2 separate regions of the Neogale vison genome follow, and region 1 is linked to region 2. Evidence: chromatin contacts called from public Hi-C data. All regions are on one chromosome and are shown on one strand. Each heading gives the region's core, a stretch centred on a gene start, on an enhancer-like site or on the middle of the called end of the contact. The rest is flanking DNA. Distances are from core to core; before and after follow the strand shown. Region 1 has its middle 130 kb from the start of NT5C1B. Region 2 has its middle 4.3 kb from the start of OSR1.

Evidence for each region. Hi-C and Micro-C count contacts between places; a contact is called where the count stands out from the background.
Region 1: a Hi-C map of fibroblasts shows a contact between it and region 2, with 13 times the contacts expected there. The contact joins two enhancer-like sites. A contact is called at or near these places in 2 of 3 Hi-C or Micro-C datasets (fibroblasts and muscle).

Annotation. Positions count from the first base shown.
Region 1 is chr8:130,374,662-130,378,643 of ASM_NN_V1, reverse strand. No RefSeq gene overlaps it. Among named protein-coding and RNA genes, the nearest start is that of NT5C1B, 130 kb to the left of the region's middle. Within about 2 kb of position 1,818, the one cell type or tissue checked has open chromatin away from gene starts, as enhancers often do. A contact at or near this core is called in fibroblasts, where this site is marked.
Region 2 is chr8:129,825,851-129,829,651 of ASM_NN_V1, reverse strand. No RefSeq gene overlaps it. Among named protein-coding and RNA genes, the nearest start is that of OSR1, 4.3 kb to the left of the region's middle. Within about 2 kb of position 1,966, the one cell type or tissue checked has open chromatin away from gene starts, as enhancers often do. A contact at or near this core is called in fibroblasts, where this site is marked.

The DNA of each region.
Region 1 (3,982 bases), core at 569-3,068, 550 kb before region 2:
TTCCTGTTGCTCCCATGGCAGGTACAAGATTTTAGTGTTTATGTTAATTGCTCCATGTTTCCTTATACAATAATAATAATATTTTTATATGTTTTCTAATTTCTCTTCCTTTTTTTTACACAAAAGATCCCATGATATATACTCTTTTCACCTTTTTTTTTTTTTTTTTTTTTTTGTACAAAGACTCACCAGAACAATAGATCATATCCTACTATTTCTGCTTTGTTCCTGCTGTGGATTTGTAACATTTTCATATGGTGGCTAAGTAGAGCAAAGAATATCCCTCTGAAATACTGGAAGGTTTAACATAGACTTAGAAGCCAGTGAATATTGTTCTACAGATATGTAATTGGCCAGGTTATCAAAGGGGGTGAGGTGAAAAATAACAGTGCATACTACACTATTTAACAGCTTTTCTGTGGCTCCTGTCCCCTTTAGACTGAAGTCTAAACTTCACAGCTTGACATATCAGGTCTTTAGAATGTATCCCTAATTCCTTCTTCTTTGACTTACCCACATTGTTCTTACACAGCTGCCACCCTAAAGTCCCCAGTCCTCATTCTGTTACACCCTTTCAGACCGTCAAGAGTTTAAAATTCCATTTGGGTTGCTCAGAATTCATTCTCTTCCTGCTTTGTATGCTTTGTCAACAGTTAACATCTCTCCTTATCTACCTTACTCGTTACCTTCTCTAAGAAGCCCTCATTAAATTACACTGGCAAACTTATTATTTTTATCACAGCACTTGGTACACATATCAAATATAGTACTTGTTGACCTGTATTGTATTACTTGGTTTACTTATAGTCTTCCTTATGAGATTCTGAGTTCCTTGAGAGTCAGGACCAGAATTTATCTCCCATGATTAGCACAGTATCTACTGAAAATATTTTTAACTAATTCACTAAAGTGACAAGATTCTTTTGTTGCCTGGATCGCAATCTTTTTTGTATGTCTGATGAAGGACCCTACATGAAATTGTGTCTGAGGAATCCATATGACCCTAATAATTTGAGATGCTAAAATGCAATTTAATTCTTTTTTGTCAATTCATCACTGACAGGAAGGGGGCGCCATTTAACAGCTTGTGGAGAAAAAATTTTTGTAACTGCTGTTTTACAGAAAGAGCTGGTATTACAATTCTAGATGAAATTGAAGTGTAGTTCATCTTCCTCTGGAGATGTCAATTTACTTAACCTTTGACATTTTAATTGAGAATGAAGCCAAGGATACCTTATCTAAGCTCCATTGTAAATGTATGCATTGTATTAATTATTCTTCTACATTCTGGATTTAGGTAAGATAAGAATGTTGATAAGGAAAAGGAATAACGGTTGATAACCCCATGTTAAAATATATTAATATGTATTATGTATGTGACAACAATGTGCGTACAACATTCAAATTCCAGTACAACATCTGGAATTGGGGGAGGGATTTCTTTGAATAAAGACTGACACGGAGGTATATGTTATAATGCCTGTTTCTATCAGGATCAGCAGCAACAGCAGAAAAAGGATTTCTGTCTGTTTCTTGGGTCCCTAACAGTAGATGCTTTGTAATAAGACTGTGCCCACATTTCAAGAGACTTCATGCCTAAAACAACTCAGAACCCAGAGTATGTGGAGGTCCTGTGGGATTACAGATTAGCTCTGAGGTCTGAATGGTCAGAATGCCCAAGCTATCTTATTTAAAGGAGGGAGAGTCTTGGTTAAAGCCTCTCCATGCTGCCTGCTCCTGCTTTCTAGGTGCCTGTTTCGATCTAAGTTGCTTTAACTGCCTGGGCCCAGCCCTACAAGGTATAAATAGAGTTTGTTATTGTAAGAGGCAACCTCAAGCCACTCTCTAGTGCAGTTACAGAAATAAGACCTGGGCCGACTTGGAAGGGGTGTAAATCTCTGGCTAAAATGAGAGAAGAGGGAGCCATTCACTTTAAACCACAGTTAACTTGCTGACTGAGTTTCTAAATAAACTTTTATCTCTTAAGACTGATTACTAGTGATGGTTACAAAAATGAACATGAGAATGTGGCCAAGGAAGTGACCACAACTATCCAGATTTTTGAGGCTGTCTTTGGTGGGCATTTTCCTGGGAGCAAGGTAGAGGTGGCTCAGGGCCCTGAGCAAAACTCAGCTTTCTCATGGACCGAAACCACTTGGCTTTCCTTGTACCAGCCCCCCCCCACCACCCCTTTTGCCAATTACAGAGCACAGAGCTGAACAGGAGAGATGAGTGAAAAGATAGGTTTCAAGCCAGCAGTTTCCTGCCACAGAAGGCCTCCAAAGTCATCCTGCTTTTGCCTTCATTGTGTTGCCCAGAAACACTCCAGGAAGTCAAAGGAAAAGGCCTCATCTCTGAGCGAACGCCTGGTGGGTGTTGTGCCAGGAGTTAGACCACTTGCACTGCCTGCGCATTTTGGAACATTTTGCAAGCCAGAAAATGTTGCTCGTAGATCGCAGTTGTCAGTTCTCTTAGAAGAGTGGCGAAGGCAGCATTTCTTTGAGGTGTCATCTTCATCTAGCTTTCTGGTTTGTTTTCACTTGATTTAAAATTGCATTTATCTTTACAGAGGTTTTTTTGGTTGCTTTTTTTTTTTTTTTGGCTGTTGCCAATATACACAATGCAAAATAGCAAAAACATGTTTTTTATTAAGCTTATTTGATTTTTCTCTCTAATTAAACTAAACTTTTCTGCATTACATTAAACCTTTGCAGTGATTATGAATTACTACTTTTCTCTCACTTTTTAGAATCTGTACATCCTAAAGCAGTTTTCAGCACTTTCAAGGAATTTAGTTCGGTTTACTTTGGGATGACTTGTATTTTTTTCCTCTCTCTGAAATAGATATTTTTCTTTCTTCCCTCTTTTTTTTTTTTTGTAAGTCATATTACCAATCAAAGAAAGCTTTTGAAAAAATAAACAAAAAGCTCATGGTAATTGAAATATAAGCAACCAAATATAATGTCCTGGAAAATATTTATCAATTTGAGATGCAGATTTCTCTCTGACAGCCTCAAGGGCTGGCCATCTTAGGGCACAGTGAAGAATTATGGCTCAATGAACTTCATGCTGGCATATAACTAAGTAAGTGAAGAGCTGGAGTGAAAGCAAACTGCTGTTTAACAGCTTCCCCAGTTACATATACACTTTCAAACAAGCATGAAATGTGGGTCTCTGGACATCACTTAAAAGAACCACAAATAAACAAAGTGTGATCCCACACTCCTGTTCCTCCCGGACAGCAAGCAAGCTTGGTGGGGAATGGGGGTGGTTTTTGTTGCTCTTCTGTCCCATGCACTGTAAACACAAACCCTGTCGCTCAGAAAGCTCAGGGTCATACTGCTGCTGACAGATCCATTGAGCCCGGAAAAGTGAGGAGGCCGAGAGTCTGTGACCCATGGGCCACTGCCTCACCTTTTATTTTGCAAAGAATCACACTCCAGACTCAGATACTTCCATTCTAACATCTGGGCGAAGTCCGCCTAGGGGACTGGGAGCCAGATTTGCCAATTCTCAAGTGGAGCTCTCTTTTTTCACCTGCAAGATATATGTTGAGCTCACGCCCTGACATGTGGGGTCAAATGAGTGCCTAAATAATAGTACGTGTACGTGGGCCACATTCCTTTTGCATTTAACAGGGTATTCAAGCTAAAACACCCATTAGACATTATCTAGTCTAACTTCCTCTTTCTATATATTAGGAAACTGAGGCAGAGAACAGAGTTCTGAATAGAGGTCAAGTGTCCTGATTCTTGGTCCCCTGCTTCACTTTGAAATATAACTGTGTGTATCAGTTACCTGTTTGCTGTGTGGCAGAACACCCCAAAATTCAGTGACTTAAAACTACAGCGATTTGCTCTTCCTCACAGTTCTTCCTCTGCTTGAGAAGTTTTGCTGCACTCTCATGGGCTCGCTTATGCAGCCACATCCATCTGCTAGTTGGCTGGAGGCCGGGCTCACCTTCTCAGCCACCATGGCTGGG
Region 2 (3,801 bases), core at 717-3,216:
TCCTGCATTGAACTCGCTTCCACCTGGGTCCAGGGAATTCAACTATAACCAGTCTCAGTCTCTCCTAGGAGACAAAGCTCATGAAGCTCCATTAGCAGCCATGAAAGCATCCAAGAGAGGCCCTCACAGCTGGCCCTCTGGCTGTCCAGATTGCTTAAGAAATGTCTGCTCAGAAGAGGACATTCAGGTGGGATGGAGCCTCCCAGGGGTACAAACCCCATCTCTTGCTCAGAACACATAGTGTATCTGTGTTTCTCCCATCTTTCCACTTCTGAATCAGGGCCCTTGGCCAACACTCTTCAAGGACTTGTAGAAATCTCCAGGTAGTAGGATCCCTGAAGAGCTCTTGGGGAGAGTGTCTTTAGGGATTCTAAAGAAAGGACCATGCAACTGGGTTGTCTGATGTCACTTTTTTCAGGGTATCTGGAAAACTGATTTGGACTCAGGCCAAATCTTGGAATTAAGCAGCTGTAGGGCAAGATGGGAATGCAAGGTAGGAGCTGGCTGCTGGCTCCGTATGGCCCAACAGCTCTGGCTTTGCTTCCCAGAGGCCTTCTGTCTGCCTCCCTGGAGCTGGTCTGCAAGGTAGGACAAGACAAGGTGAGAGCTGTGGGACTCTGGCACAGCTGGGACCTGTTTCAGACACCTGGCTTGGAAGATACTCCTTGTAGGAGTAGCACTTAGAACGTTGCTCTGACTTTGAACAACCCCAGAAACCTCAGAAATGAAACAAAAGATTTGCTAGTTACCGAAGAGTCCTGCACCCCAATCCAAATTCCCAAGGGGGTGACCCACAAACCATGGACTCAGTCTCCCCTGGAAGCCAATCAGGTTCTGGTTTCCTCTGAGGAGGATGAGCAGAAGCAGCCCAGAAAGCTAAGAACCCCTCTGCCCTTCATTCAAGGGTGAACAGCAGAGGATTCCCTCCCCCACAGACTATTTAGGAGAAACCCATCAGCCTAAAGCAGGTGGAAGTACTAGGGCCACCCCGACTCAGACTTGTCGGGTTTGAGGAGGGCAGGACCCAGGACACCTAAGGGCTTCCATGTTGCTTCTTAGGAAGGTCAGATTCATTTAGGACTCACAAGGACATTATGTTTGGAATTTAGTAAACGTCCTCCGAATCTGGAACCCAACCCCTCCTATGGCCCCAGAACGCATTGCAGGTGCCGCAACTCCTGTCTGGACATCCATCCCATTCCCCGGTGGCCAGCGGACCCGGCCAACCCGCGGCTGCAGCTTCTGCTCACTTCGAGCCTCCAGGCTCCCGCCGACACTAGACCGGCCCGCAGACCCCGCCAGGGCTCCCTCGGATTCTCCTGCCCGCCCACCGCCAGCAGGGCGGAACCGAGGGCGCCCAAGGGGTCTCAGTCTCCGTTGGAACTGAGCATCCTTGGGGAAAGGTCCCCACACTAGCGGCCAGGCCTCCAGGTCCGGGTTACACCCCGCCAGTGCTGGTGGGGTCCAGCGAGGATCAATCAATAGCCAGGGCTGCCGAGCCACCGGGTGTTTGACCGCATGGCTTCCAGCCCCGCAGCGAGCCCTCGCGCCAACTTTTCCGGGCACAATTGAGGTAATGACAGCCTCCGTTGGTCTCCCTGCCCCAATCCTAGCTCCTCTCCCAACCCCTGCTTACTGGGAAGGAAAGAGCCCCAGCCTGTCTTCGGAGTGAAAATTGAACAGCTTCCAGAAAATTAACTAGAACGTGGCCCCTGTTGCTTTGGGGTGTTTTGGATTTAAAAAAAGAACCCCACTTCTCCCTACTCCCCAGTCACACAAAAATGACCTCATTTTTAAGAAAGGAATTTACTTAGCACTTGTGAGTTTTTGCTTCCAAAGCAAGCCTCCCCTGTAACTACTTTGTGGACAATTGGGGCTCTGCTCATTTGAGCCCCCCTCCCAGAGCTTTCAAATAACCTGGAGATTTAGGTATCCCTCTGTAATCATTTAGATGATGGATTGTAATGGCTCAACAGTTCCTCTGGAACCATTACGATCAATCAGGTCAAAATCCAGCTTGGTGGGGAGGGTGGTTAAGCAGGGGAGGTAGGTAACACAGGACATCCACACACACTTGTATAGATAACACACTCTGATAACGGACAAACAATTCTAGAGTCTTCGGAGAATAGATCTCAGGTGAACCCAAGAGCGGGTGTTTATTGTGACAGCAACAGACAAGTTACAGTATCAAAACTGAAAGGGAAAGTGAACTGTTTTTCTAGGCAGTTCCCGTTTCGTAAGTTCTTTATGAGTCCGTAAGTATCCTGTAACTATCTGTCACCTTACTAAGTGTAACACGACACATATGCATGTATCTATCCCCGGTATATAAGAAGAATAGGGGTGAAGCACGAATATTCATGTGAAATTGCACGAATCCGGGGCATACCATCATCTGCAAAATGAAATGATGATGATGCATTGAATTGTGAGGAGCAAGTGTAAAATCTGTGTAAAAGGTCTAGCGAGTTTACACTTTTTGTACAAATACGAGTTGTCAGAATTATTTTAGACACTTAACCCATCTACCTTCTAAGACTACTGAACTTTTCCTCTTCTCCAAAGGTGGAAATCAATGTATTAGGAACGAAGCAGTGTCTAATCAAACTGAGGATGATGAAGAAAAGTTATTTTAACTGAATTCTGTACCGTCAGGGGGAAACCCTGAGGAAGAGAATTACCTTACCCTACCCGCGGCGCTGCGTCTTTAACAGGCTGCATCGGCGACGGTTGGCGCTGGAGGAATCAACGTTCGCGGTAATTAAACATTTCCAGACACGGGAGGGTTATTATCTGCATAGCGATTTCCGGCGAAGGGACTCAGAGCTGGTCTGGCCCCGAAGTTTTATCCAGAGAGTCGGGGAAGCAATCCTAAAGAAAACGCGCCACCTGCTGGCGAGCAAGTGGCATCTGCCGGTACCCGTTCCTCCCAAACTCCCACATCCAGTTCTATTGAATCTTACCCACAAGTGGGTTTTCCCCCCTTAAGTTTTCTTACGGGAGTCACGAAATTCGCCTTTCCCTCTTTAAAACCACGCACACTCTTGCGCCTCCAAGGAACAAACAAAAGAGGAATTCCCTTTCGCCACGGGGTTTCTGGTTTTCCCTGCTCCAAAACCAGATTTGTGAGTTTTTGTTTTGTTTTCTTTTTAAATAATCCGAAATCCTTGGCAACTATCTACCACCATTAGTTTCTGGTCCTGGGAAAAACGATGAGCCAGGATCTGTGAAGCTTTTCTTTCTTCTCCGACCTTCCAGTTGGCCTCCAGGTTGCCAGCTGGGTGAGGAGAGCAGGACCCCTGCGCCCACCCTTCCCGCTCCATGGCTGGTCAGTCTGTGGTCGCTCCCCGGGTTCTGGTTCTGGCTTTCTTAAGAACCATGGGAATGAGGAGAGGGAGTCTGCTTCTGTGGATCCTTTCCCCCTCACCCCAACCATGAAACACGTCATACTTCCTACCTCTGCCCCTCCTCCCAAGCCATTAGAGTCCAGTCCTCTGTGGAGGACTTTCCATCCGAATTCCTTCACAGAATATTATAGCAGGACCCTCTCTTTTCCTTGGCGTCAAAGCTGCATGTTTAAATTTTTTTTTTAATTTTTTGTTGAGAAGTAACTGACACACAACAATGTGTAAGCTTAAGGTGCATAAGGTGTTGGTTTGATACATTTACAGATTGCAATACGATTACCACCAGAGCGCTAACGCTTCTGTCACTCCGTATAATTATCATTTTTGTGGGTGATGAGAATGCTTACAGTCTAGTCTCTTAGCATCTTTGAAGTTTATAATGTGGTATTGA